Linked DNA regions of Mus musculus: region 1 is linked to region 2. The links are chromatin contacts, called in public HiChIP or PLAC-seq maps. All regions are on one chromosome and are shown on one strand. Each heading gives the region's core, a stretch centred on a gene start, on an enhancer-like site or on the middle of the called end of the contact. The rest is flanking DNA. Distances are from core to core; before and after follow the strand shown. Region 1 has its middle 9.2 kb from the start of Gm46159. Region 2 holds the start of Adipor1 (adiponectin receptor 1).

Evidence for each region. HiChIP or PLAC-seq counts read pairs in DNA pulled down with a chosen protein or histone mark.
Region 1: a contact with region 2 is called in an H3K27ac HiChIP or PLAC-seq map of hepatocytes, with 2.1 times the contacts expected there. The contact joins the enhancer-like site here to the promoter of Adipor1 in region 2. A contact is called at or near these places in 12 of 39 promoter capture datasets (the C10 cell line, the HPC-7 cell line, cranial neural crest and 9 more), 1 of 15 datasets of contacts at CTCF or cohesin (CD8 T cells), 2 of 484 Hi-C or Micro-C datasets (nephron progenitors and rod photoreceptor), 12 of 115 datasets of contacts at active chromatin or transcription factors (the HPC-7 cell line, the SCID.adh cell line, bone marrow-derived macrophages and 8 more) and 4 of 9 other capture datasets (adipose tissue, embryonic stem cells, liver and 1 more).

What each region holds. Positions count from the first base shown.
Region 1 is chr1:134,515,381-134,521,980 of GRCm38.p6, reverse strand. It overlaps the pseudogene Gm15454 and the pseudogene Tuba5-ps. Among named protein-coding and RNA genes, the nearest start is that of Gm46159, 9.2 kb to the left of the region's middle. Within about 2 kb of position 3,135, at least 39 of the 459 cell types and tissues checked have an H3K27ac peak or open chromatin away from gene starts, as enhancers often do. A contact at or near this core is called in CD8 T cells, the HPC-7 cell line, bone marrow-derived macrophages and 3 more, where this site is marked.
Region 2 is chr1:134,411,991-134,418,240 of GRCm38.p6, reverse strand. Adipor1 (adiponectin receptor 1) reads right to left here and starts at 2,863. Exons shown (of 8, transcript NM_028320.4): 1 at 2,656-2,863.

The sequences.
Region 1 (6,600 bases), core at 1,886-4,385, 100 kb before region 2:
TCTATCTGCGTGTATACCTGAATGCCATTACAGATGGTTGTGAGCCACTGTGTGGTTGCTGGGAATTGAACTCAGGACCTCTGGAAGAACAGCCCATGCTCTTAACCACTGAACCATCCCATCTCTCCATCCCCCAGAGTATGCTTTCTAATGTCACCACCGCTATGTTTAATTTTTCTAAAGTCTTATGCTAGAGCAGTAGTTCTCAACCTGTAGGTTGAGACCCCCAGAGGGGTCCCATGTCAGATATCCTGCATATCAGATATTTACATTATAACTTATAACAGTAATAAAATTAGTTGTGAAGCAGTAACGAAAATAATTTTATGGGGGGGGGCAGGGATCTCCACAATGTGAGGAACTATAGAAAAGGCCTGCAGCATTAGGAAGGTTGAGAACCACTGTCCTAGAGTAAAAACCCCATAAAACTATGCCAGCACCCTAGGAATGGGGCGGGTCACAAGGTGGAGATTAAATACGTTTATTACTACAAGAGGAAATGACAGTATTTACAAGTGCAGAGCACAAGAAGCCTTCTGCACACTCTAATCTGATGAAGGCCTTTCTGTATGTCCCAAATTGTTCTCGGAGCCAGATGTGTGATGCACATGTACAATTTCCGCACCCCAGAGGCTGCGGCAGGAGAAGCTCAAGCTCCTGGTTAGAGTGATCTACGTAGCAAGACACTGTGGAGGTGGGGAGCAATTCCCTTCAGATGGTGAGCCCTATCGTGGTCCTGCCCTGGTATATCTGAACAAGGAAGCCACTCCTTTGGCTTCTGGCCCATATGCCTCACTTCTCAGACAAATTGAGGGTTACCTGCCCTATCCTTTCCAGTCCTAGTGCATTTATGTCTCCTGGAATTTCTCCTAGGAACCACACAGGTTATGTGCTAATCTTTCTCTTCACCTTCAACTTGCCTTGAACCCTGTGGGACACCAGTTTACAAACTGGATGTTGCCCTAGGACTTGTCGGCAGCAATAGCAGCTTGCCCATTCACAGGCACTAAGTTTCCATGGTAGAGCAGATGGCAGGCCGTGTACTCACCGTTCCTGACCAACTGATTAGAAAGTTCAAGGCTCACTGATCTTTGACACAGAGCTGCTTATGGTGGGCCTTCTCAGCAGGGACAGAGGTCATCAGTGGAGACTGGATCCAGGGTAGAGCACTGCGAATTCTGGTTTCTTTAAAAACCCAGTTATGTTATGTGACTGTGTTTTCATTTTAATCCCAGGTGTGGGATAAGAGGCTGCTTCACAGCCGGTGATTATGTTTTGCCTTGTGAACTAGCAGGGGTGTGATTTTTGCCAGTTACATATAGTTCAATGCTGGGGACTCTGGAGAGGGTATAACTCCCAGAGCCCCAGGAAGGGCCAGGGCACTATGGAAAGAGGCTGCTGCTTCTGGCTGCTGCTGTTGAAGTTTGACAAGAAGTTGGAGATATCCTGACGACAAAGATTAGACTTGCCCCAAGGACCTCAACGTCCCTAATCAGCAGGAAATAGTCTATTTTGTTGGCTTAAAGATATCTACAGCCCCTTTCCCCTCTAACCATCTTTCTCTCCTACCTAGTGTTGGGGGTCAGAAGGGATCAGGGTAGGATAAGTATTAGACGAGAGGTAGAGATATAAGAACCCAATAAAATACTAAAAAAAAAAAAATGCCACTAGGGCAGGGTACCAAAATGACCTGGAACTCCAAAAGGTCCACACCGAGGGCACCATCAAATACCTGGTATTGGCGATGGCAGAAATGACCTGGCCAATGAACCTGTTGTAGGTCAAAAGCTCAATGTTCAAGCTGCAGTGACAGATGTCATAGCTGGCCTTGCAGTTTACCACGAAGGTCCAGCCTGAGGACGTCAGAGTTGTGTTGAGACTTAAAGGTGGAGTTGTAGGGCTCTCCAAGTGCTGTGGATACTTAAGGGTCTGGGTAGAGAGAAAAAAAAAAACCCAACTTTTTACTTGAGATAAAGGTAGGGTTGTTTTAGCAGGGAGTTAAAAACCAAGCTGAGCTGCCTCATGGTGCTGGAAGGTCAGCAAGCTCTTGGGCACAGTGTACTGGTCTGTCTACAGAAGGGACATCACTGTTAAGGATACAGGTGGCATGTCCCTTGTCTAGAACCCCTCTCTCTTAGGGAACACTTGACTGTTCATACAGTGATTACCTAAATACATTTTCATTCCCTTCCACATAGTAAAGATTTTGAAGTATAGTTTATACTCCTATATTTTATATGTAGAACGAATGGTTTCACAAGCCTGTATACTTATATAACCAAACCACACAAGAAATAGAAATTATATAACCAAACCAATGAAGATATAAAAACTCCCATCATCACCCAAATGGATCTTACGTCATTTTGCTTTACCTCTATAGAGATAAAGAAAGCATACAAGAGGCTTGGAGTTCTTGGCACAGGTGGCCTAGACAGGACAGGTGAGATGGTTGACTCTAGACAAATCGTCACATCCCACCCCACCCTGGAACCTCAGAACCTGCAGGTTTACCAAGTACCCTAGCAATTCTGATAGTGTTCCTTGGGCCAGAAAGGCATCCATCAACCAATTATGTGCATAATGACAGTACAAGAAAGGTCTAAAAAAAAAGCCCAGGAGGCCGGGCGGCAGTGGCGCATGCCTTTAATCCCAGCACTTGGGAGGCAGAGGCAGGTGGATCTCTGAGTTTGAGGTCAGCCTGGTCTACAGAGTGAGTTCCAGGACAGCCAGGACTGCACAGAGAAACCCTGTCTCGAAAAACAAACAAACAAACAAACAACAACAAAAAGCCCAGGAGACGCTTTGTTTTACCTTCATTCTGAGGAGGGGAGCACAGAACCCAAAGGCCCCAGTTTCTACTGCAGCGCTGACCATGTCTACACCAACGCTGTAGAGCACTAGAGCCAAAGAACTGGCTCCAGCTGGCCTCACTCTCAGACTAAGGAGCAAACTGGAAAAGCATTTAAGAGCTAAAGGAGGCTCTCCCAGCTGGAGGGATCTACAGAGTCCAAGAACAACAAGCGGGGCTGATAGACATAGATCACAGTTCAAAGAAGGTTAGGACCAGATAGTTGGGCAAGCGAGGAAGCAGCCAAGAGAAGTGGGAGGAACTCTGGGTAGAGCCGGCTATTCAAGCTTCCAAGCCCAAATCCAACACCAAGCAGGACACAGAGCTCCCCCTAGGGGATGGCTGGATAGATAGAAAGCACAGCGGAATGACGTCTGCGGTAACAGATGCAGTTCGTGGTTCTCCCATTTCCTGTTCATGGTAATCTTCTTCTTTTTTTTTTTTTTTTAACAGATCTTGCCTGAGTTTATTTGTAAGAACAGCATAGGACACTGGTCATCTGCAAATACTGTGTGGGGAGGTGTGTCACAGCAGTCCGTCTGTCTTCACACTGGCAGGAGTCATTTCTATGGGGCCTTCACAGGGGCCTGGGTACCTTTGGGGGCCTGAGCACCTTTGGGAGCCTGGGCTGGAGCTGAAGCCTGGGCCTTAGCTGGAGCTTTGGCCCCTGCCTTGGTTTGGACCTTAGGCTTCGGTTGGCAGAGCCTCTGACCCTTGGCCATGTAGCTTCGAATCCGCTTCCCAAGCTTAGGGTGAGCGATGAAAGCCAGCCGCTTGAGTTTGGGGCCTTTTGGCATCTTGGGCTTGATGGCCTGAGGCTTCACCAGGGCCTTGATGGCCTCTGCGCGCGCACTCACTGCCTTTGCATTGTTGGCCTGCATCTTCTTCAGGCCTTTCTTGTTGTGTTTCTTGGCAAAGCGCATGTTCCTCAGGAACTTGGGGTCAACCCCCTTAAGAGATTCGTATCTTTGCGACCGGGGTTTCTTGATGCCATTTCTGTGCCATTTGCGGGACTGGTTGTGTGTGGTGTGGTTCTTGGACTTGGCCATGTTTGCACGGTAACCCGCGGCCCCCGCAGCGCCTGAGACCGGAAGAGAAAAAAACCATGGTAATCTTCTAAGGCAGAAAGAGAGGGCTAAGGACTAGTGACCTCCTGCCGATGCCAAGGCCACCTGGTTCCATGCGCCAGGTTTCAGATTCATTTCATGACCAGATCGATGGTCTCCTCTCCCATTAGTACACTGTCATGGGCACAGTTGCCTCTGATCATGAAAGAGCTGCCCACAAATGCCAGCTCCTAATTCATCTTGAGAGGAAGGAGAAAGACAGAGGCAAAAGGGTCTAATCTCATTTCCTGAGAGGGCCCGAGGCTCTGCAAGCTTTGCTGTGATGGCGCTGTTTAAGGGTAACAGCACAGCAGAGGGCTGGACGTGCCGATCTCTGTGGACCCACTTCTGTTTGTTTTTGTTTTTTGTTTGTTTGTTTGTTTTTTCGAGGCAGGGTTTTTCTGTGTAGCTCTGGCTGTCCTGAAACTCACTCTGTAGACCAGGCTGGCCTCGAACTCAGAAATCCGCTTGCCTCTGCCTCCCAAGTGCTGGGATTAAAGGTGTGCGCCACCACTGCCCAGCGTGGACCCACTTCTAAATCCATGTTCCCATTGGACAGAGAAGGCATCTAAGGCACCATTAACACTCCATTCTCTAGCTAGGCGTGGCAGTGTATGTCTATAGTTCCCGCCCATGGAAGACGGAGGCAGGAAGATCAAGAGTTCAAAGTCAACCTCGCTCTATAGTGATTTTGAGGCTAGCCTGGGCTACATGAGATGAGAGCCTGTTCTAACAATCTCTTCTCTCTGATTGTTAGAACTCCATTTTGCCTGGCAAGGAAATCAGTCTTCAGAAGAATCTTGCTTTACTATGGAGTAAGAAACAAAGGAGAAAGCCCAGCCCACAGTTTAACACCTAAAATATCAGCTTCATAAAGGTGGGGGAAGGGTACAGTTGTCAGGAAACTGGGGGACTTCAGATGCAGAAGATGGGACCAGTCAAGTTCACACAGGTCTATCCTGTTAGAGGGCCCATTACAGGTCCATCCTGTTAGAGAGCCCACTTCAGTCAAAGCTAAGCAAGGGGCTGTCAGGAATGTTCTCAACTCCAGCTCCTTGGGCTGCACTATCCTCAGAGCCTGAGTGGGGAGAAAAAGAAGGTTAAGATTTTTATTCTCTCCCGTTCCTTTCCGCATACCAAGCCTTCATACCAGGTCTGACCCTTGACTCAAACATCTGGTGGTTTCTAGGCAGAACAAGCCACTAATCCCCCTCTTAGCAAAGCACAGGAACTCCTCCTGTCCGCAGACCCCCTCCCCTGGATTCCCTAGCTCCTCCCTCCCCAGCGCTCAGCTTCCAGACAAAAGCCATAGGCTTCAGGCTCTGGTGTTGTTCTTGGCAAGGGACCACCTGCATTCTAAGTGTTTTCTCCCTAAGAAGGGCTTCCCACTGATTTCAGGGCTGGCAAGAAATATGGGCTGCCCTCACAGCTGTGACAGCAGGCTCCAGGTCCACAAAGACAGCCTGGGGGATATGTTTCCCAGACTGTCTCACTGAAGAAGGTGTTGAAGGACTGAATCCTTTCTGCACCCAGGATCTTGCCTGTCAGCATGGTGTGTCATGGGCTATGTCCAGGTCCAGGCCATGGAACCCTTTGTGTCTGCAGGGATACCCATCTAGACCCTGGCTTGGTCAGGAGAATGGGGGATACATTCAAACTGATAGGGAAACAGAGCAGCATGGCATGCTGTATGTGGGGAGCAGCGAGGGACCTGAAGAGCCATTTTAAGAAGAGCCCTTCACCCCAAGGCTGAAGCTGTGTGTTGTTGGGTTTGAAATCCCAAAGACTGGGCTCTCTTTCTAAGTCTTCCTACACTTGGAAACCAACAACCTCCGGAAGCTCACTCTCCTTCACTTAGGGAGACAGTGAGTGAGCTTGGATCTTGCAGGACAGGAACTAGAGGAAGCCAAAACCAATCAACCAAATCCCACTGCATCTCTGCCTTCTGTTGTCTCTGGCAAGTGCAAAGAGTCTGTATGCCAGGGCAGATGTACTCAGAGCTTCCAGCTTCCAGCGCTGGGCCTTGGAGAGGTCTCCCCCATGGTAGCACCTCTGTCTCCTCCACATTCCCAAGGGGCAGAATCAAGTGAGGACTAAGGGAGTTATATCCAGTCTTCTGAAAATGTGCCCACACTCACCCGTCGCTGACTCCCACAGTAGAGACAGGTCAGCTCAGGCTGGTTTCACATTCAAGGGTCACACAAGAGGCTGGAAGACCTACCACACCTTCAGCTCTCCTCACCCTGGAAAGTTGTATAATGTGGAGACTCTCCTATTCTCTCTCTCTCTCTCCCTCTCCCTCTCCCTCTCCCTCTCCCTCTCTCTCTCTCTCTCTCTCTCTCTCTCTCTCTCTCTCTCTCTCTCTTTTTCTCGAGACAGGGTTTCTCTGTGTAGCCCTGGCTGTCCCGGAACTCACTCTGTAGACCAGGCTGGCCTTGAACTCAGAAATCTGCCTGCCTCTGCCTCCCAAGTGCTGAGATTACAGGCGTATGCCACCACCACCCGGCGATTTTCTCATTTTTTTAAGACTCTGTGTGTGTGTGTGTGTGTGTGTGTGTGTGAGAGAGAGAGAGAGAGAGAGAGAGAGAGAGAGAGTTTGGTGTATATATGTGTGGTATATGCCCACATGTGTATGGGTATGCT
Region 2 (6,250 bases), core at 1,614-4,113:
AAAGCACAAGGAAACTGGTAGGTACTGGCTTAAAAGCCAAGCACCTGGAACTGGTTTGACTAGAGAGTATCTTCAAGATCTTTGCAATTCAATTTGCAGAGTTATAAAGTTTGCTACAAACTTTATAAACATTAGTCATACCCCCATTTCTAAGCAGCAAAATGGGAAGAAGTTCAGCATGGTGAATACTGTTTGATGAGCCAACTGGGGACAAAGGACCATTAAAGACAAAATGTAACAAGTTTGATGAATACCAGTACCAAACAAGAGAAACTCCATGTTACTTAACACAGTGTCAAGCAGACAAGCAGGATAACCTAGCCGGGTGTGTCTGAGCTTCAGCCTGGATTTCCTTCCTACAGAAACAGGGAGAATGCAACTGCCTCCAGCAGGGTAAATTCTGTCCTTTAATCTGAGAGCATCTATTGAGTACTATACAATGCACAGTTCTGGCTATTGCTTCAGGGAGAAGGCAGAGTAAGGAGCTTGGACAGGTTGGTGAGGTCCTTTAAGAAGGGTTGCTAAGCCAGGTGGCGGCCGGTGGTGGTAGTGGTACACACCTTTGATTCTAGCATTTGGAAGGTGGAGGCAGGCAAATCTGAGCTCCAGACCAGCCTGATTTACAGAATTTCAGGACAGCTAGGCCTACGAAGATAAATTCTGTCTAGAAACAAAACAAAACAAAACAAAAACAAAAACAAAAAAACAAAGCAGCAACCAAAAGGGGGTTGCTGAGGGCTGGAGCATGGCCGAATGGCTAAAAGCACTGGCTGCTTTTCCAGAGGGCCTTGCTTTATATCTAGCATTCACATAGGTTCAGTTTTGAACCCATCTTCTGTGGGCAACAGGCATTAACATATGGCCCAAACAGCTGTACACATTTTTAAAATATCTTAAGGGTGTTTATTGAAAATTTTCTTTTATTTTTCCTCCTTTTCCTCTTTTTGTTGTTGTTGTTTTGAGATAGGATTTCTTTTTGTAGCCCTGGCTGTCCCGGAACTCAATCTGTAGACCAGGCTGGCCTCGAACTCAGGGATCCACCTGTCTCTGCCCCCAAGTGCTGGGATAACGATTAAAAGTACGCGTCCCTTCCACCTAGGTGATAATTTGTTTTCTGATAGCATCATTATGAAGCTAAGAGCTAACAGGTGCTGGAGGAACTGAGAAGAAAAACTTCACTTTAGTAGAGATGATCAAAACTTCGTAGATCTTAAGATTTGATAGGCATGGACATCTGAGGCAGGGCATTCCAGGGGTACAGTTGTGTAAACAGCGGTTTACATGGTAGCATGGCTACCCAGAGCATCGAATAATGCACTTTCCATCAGGAAGCTTAAGAAAATGAGGTCACTCTGAAGTGACACAACTTAGCCTACCATTCATTTTAAGGTGCTGACCGCTCCCCTCCTCCTGCCGTGAGGGGGGGGGGGTGGAGTGAGGGGAGGGAGGCGCAGAGGCTATGAAATTAAGGCTGCTTCCTTAATTTATCTTTCACACGGGTAAAGCCACTCATTTACTTCTTTCTCAAAAATCTTGTCGTTTCTGGGCTACTGTGAACACCCCAGCGGAGATTACCCTGCGGGAGTAGGTGCAGTGTTTGAAGGCCCACACCAATGTCTAATACTTCACTAATAACACCAGCTTTTGAAGACTGACTTCTCAAAGACCTTTCACAAAAAATGGACACAAAAACTACTTCTGTAATAAAGAAATGCAGTGGCTGCAGGCCGGGAACCCTGACATTGCAATCCACTTAGCGCCATCCTATCTGACTGAGTTCCTGGCAGTGGACTGATGCTATAAACTCTCAGGAACTGCGACTGCACCATCACAGCCTGCCCTGCATTATCAAAAGGAAAAAAAAAAAAAGCAGTGAGCACATCCCAACATGGCTTTGGTTCTGCAAAGAACCACCTATTGCCATCTTCGTTTGATTTACCACACAACTTAACTGCTGGGTTTTCTGGTCTGTCTGCTAAAGACCCGAGGGAAATAATCAGATTATTATTATAGAAGATCCCATGGTCTCTTAGTGCTCCGCTGACATCTGAAACTATGTAAACTGAAATTTGTCCAGCTTCTTCAACTACGAACCGCCAGAAACTGACGGCGAGCCACTTTATTTTCTTAAAAGCAAGTGCGAGACTCAAATTCTCAAACAAACCAGCATCCATCAACCCTAGATTTCTGAGATGAAATCTGGCCCTTCCCAACACTTCGGCATCTTGTTTACATTCTAGTTGAGTAGTACCTTAGGCCTGTCGAGTCTCCATCAACTTCCCGACCGACCCTATCCAGGAGGGAGCCCCGTCACGTTTGACCTGCGGATCGCGGTGGTGGCCTTAGGGTTCCCGGCCACCCAGGGCCGGTGTTCCCGCACCCAACTCGCAGGCTCAACTCCGGGGGTCGCCAGCAGGGCTGGAACGCGGCCGTCTACCGCGCGGCTGCGGAGACAGCACTCGCGGACTGCCGGGCCCCGACGGCGGCGAGCAGCCCCCCGAACGGAGGCGGTGCGCGGTGGGAGGGGCCGGAAATGTTTACGGAGGACCTTTCGGAGGGCCGGGCGGTGAGCGACGATCCAGGGGCGGGCCACTCCCGTGCTGTCCCCTCCAGAGCCTGCAGGGCCCGCGCCCCGCCCACCCCCGGGACACTTACGGCCTGGCTGGCTGCCTCTGCTGGGGGCCGCGGGCCCGGGCGCTACATCCCGCGGCACTGGAGGCGGCCTGCGGCCGAGGGGCGCCCGATCCTCAGCGCCCTGCCCGCGCCGGAAGGGCCGCGCGACCGCACGGCGTCACCTCCGCAGCCGCGTCACCTTCCCGGCGCTACCTCACCCGCTCCGATCCAGGCATTCCTGCGCGTGCCAATCATCAGGGCGCGCTCAGGCTCGCCCCGCCCCGCCCCTGATCTGACCAATCGCTGGCTCTGGCTGTCCCAGCTTGGCCCTACACTGGCGGACTGCAAAAGCCTCTTCTCCCGGCCTACGACGGGCGCGTGTAGGGGAGTAGGGAGCTGGGAGTAGGGAGCTGGGAAGGCAATCTTAGTTTCCCACCCCACGGCCTCGCTTTTCAGCTCCGAAACACTTTTTTTTTCCTTCTCTTAGTACTGGGAATTGTACCTCTAGGCAAGCCACTATATCTCTAGTACAGAAACACTTTTTCCCCCCTTTTTCCAAGACACGGATTCTCCGTGTAGCCCTGGCTGTCCCGAATTCGCCCTGTAGATTCGCCTCCCTAGTGGCAGGATTAAACAACGCCAACCCACACTTTTATTTTTGTTTGAGAAAGGGTTTAATTGTGCAACCCAGGTGAGCCTTGTACTCGAGGCCATCCTATCTCAGCCTTTCAAATGCTAGGATTTCAAATGTGGGCTACCATACAGCTCCGAAACTATTTCTATATCCATTTTCCAAATCCCTCCCTCTCTTCTTCTGGTATGCTATGTATGGAACGACTACCATGAATCTATTCACTCAACTGATTTAACTTTTGGTTCCTGTTATTTATCAGAAAGGGAGAAGTTATTTCAAACAAGCCTAGCTTGACAATTTTCTGTGCCAGTCCATGTTCCCATGTGACCCAGAGGGCACATCTTAGAAGACAATATAGTGTGCTTCTCTGCCGGAACTGAACCACACAATATAGTATTTTGGGAGTGTTCATTTTCTTATACTCCAAAAAACGATGCACAGCTGTTACTGCTCTAAATGCAAGAAAAGGTGACCAAATGCTAGATGGATGCCCCAGGAGAGTGAAGTCAACTTTGTTCTGGTTAAAAGCATAGACTCTGGGTTCTTGTAGATCCAGTTTCCTTCCCAAGCCAGCCGATCTTTACACATTACTGAGTCCTTCCAAATCACTACTTAACCTTGAAAACGAAGGGAAATGATGCTACTTTCAGGTCTGTCAGGACTAAGGACATTTCAGGTGCTACTTTCAGGTCTGTCAGGACTAAGGCAGTGTCTGCATGATGCCTGGCAAATGGATAGAGTTTCATAACAACTAGCTATTGTTAATATATTACCTGGGGCTGGAGAGATGGCTCAGCAGTTAAGAACACCCACTGTTCTTCCAGAGGTCCAGAGTTCAATTCCCAGCCACCCACATGGTGGCTCATAACCATCTTAATTGGATCTAATGCCCTCTTCTGGTGTGTCTGAAGAGAGCAATGGTATACTCATATACATAAAATAAATAAATAAATCTTTAAAAAAAACAGTTGACTAGAAACCTATATTTTAATAAAAATAATAATAATAAATTACCTGCTGTACAAAACAAAATCTGGAAACTTTATTTTTCTTCAAGACAGGGTTTCTCTGCGTAGCCCTGGCTGTCCTGGAACTCACTTTGTAGACCAGGCTGGCCTCAAACTCAGAAATCTGCCTGCTTCTGCCTCCTGCTAGGATTAAAGGTGTGTGCCACCACGCCCGGCTGCTCCCCCTTTAAGTGTTAAATTATTTGTTTTTAAAAATCTTTTGTTTTTTTCAAGATAGTTTCTCTGGGTAGAGCTTGCAGGCCAGGCTGCCCTCACACTAATGGAGATCTGGCAGGGGAGCCCCACCACCGCCCACAGCATGGCCCTTTGCAAGCTGGCTTTAAGCTTCTTCCATCGGGCCTCATCTTCTTCCATCTTTCTTTGGTATTCTGGACCTTAGTAAATTTCTCCTACTTCTCATTCCTCTGGCTTTTGCATCCTGATCCTTCTGTGAACTGCTCTTCCCTCACCTGTTTCCAAAAGATCCAAGCAGTTTCCAATGCTCAGCTCTTGGTTTGTTTTGGCTTTGGCTACAGATAATCCTAAATTCAGCTTCTGGCTCTGCCAACCACTGACCAGCTGCATTTCTTCTCACAAATCCTTAATCTTCAACTCACAGGATTAGCATAAGGATTATATTGTGCAATATAGGCAAAATCCTTCAAATGGTACCGGGTACATGTCTGCTAACAAGATGTAAATTCTTCCTCTTTCTCCATCCCCTCCTATTAGGGCCCTAGTGTCCTAGAACCCCAGCTCTGCAGTGGTGTTGATCACTCAGTGCTGTGATCTTAGATTGAAGGAGTTCGAGAGAGAAAGTCTGTCACCAGCTCTCCTTTGTCACAGCTGCAACCTCGGAAAACACGCTTGCTCACATGATAGTTCCTTAGTAAATGTTTGCAATCATTTCTTCACAAAGCAAGGACTAGTAAGCTTCCACACAGGACACTCTCTACTGGGCTGCTCCAGCAAGTTCAACAATCCTAAGAAAGAATTTCCTTTCTGAGGGTGAGGTGGCTCGCAGAGCAGTGGCATACACATACTAGCTGATCAAGATTTAATATTAAGCTGGGCATGGTGGCGCACGCCTTTAATCCCAGCACTCAGGAGGTAGAGGCAGGCAGATTTCTGAGTTCAAGACCAGTCTGGTCTACAAAGTGAGTTCCAGGACAACCAGGTCTATACAGAAAAACCCTGTCTCGAAAAACAAAACAAAACAAAACAAACAAAAAAGATTAATATCAGATGGAGTAACACCCAATGGACTTTACTGAAGAACCTATTCTATTGCTACTGGGGTGTGTGTGTGTGTGTGTGTGTGTGTGTGTGTGAATTCTGAGGGTCCCTATAAATCTTCTGTCAGGGGTCCCAGAGACAGAAATGCAGTTCCATACAAAACCAAATGCAAACAAAAAAATGTTGAGAGCCTGGAGAAATGGCTCAGCAGTTAAGATCACCACTGCTCTTCCAGAGGACCAGTGTTCAATTCTCAGTGCCCATATGGCACAAGAGTTCCAATGTCTGTAACTCCAGTTCCATGGGATCTGATGCCATCTTCTGGCATTCTTGAGTACTGTATGCATGTGGTGCATAGACATATAAAATAATATATGTAATATATAATATAAAAATAGACATAAAATAGATGAAAAGCAAAACTAAACTAATCCTCCTACTGAATCCAAAACATTGTTTTCTCCCAATGAGACTAACAGTGAAGCCACGCCTAGTCCTATCCTGGGAGAACTGAGTAGACTGGATCAGGAGTTCTCCAGCTTAGACAGCTATTTAGGACTGATAGGCCTGAGAGAGGCCAACTCGGTCCAGTCACCAAATCTGTGCAGAACTGGTGATGTCAGGTTACTTTTTAAAGACGTCTCATCCAAATGGAAAGGCAACACTTTGTTTTGTATGCCGGGTACCCTGAAGGATTAGCGTGAAGATGGGTACACAGAAAGAAGGGAAGACTGACCAAGTTAAGGGACCATAGAGAGGG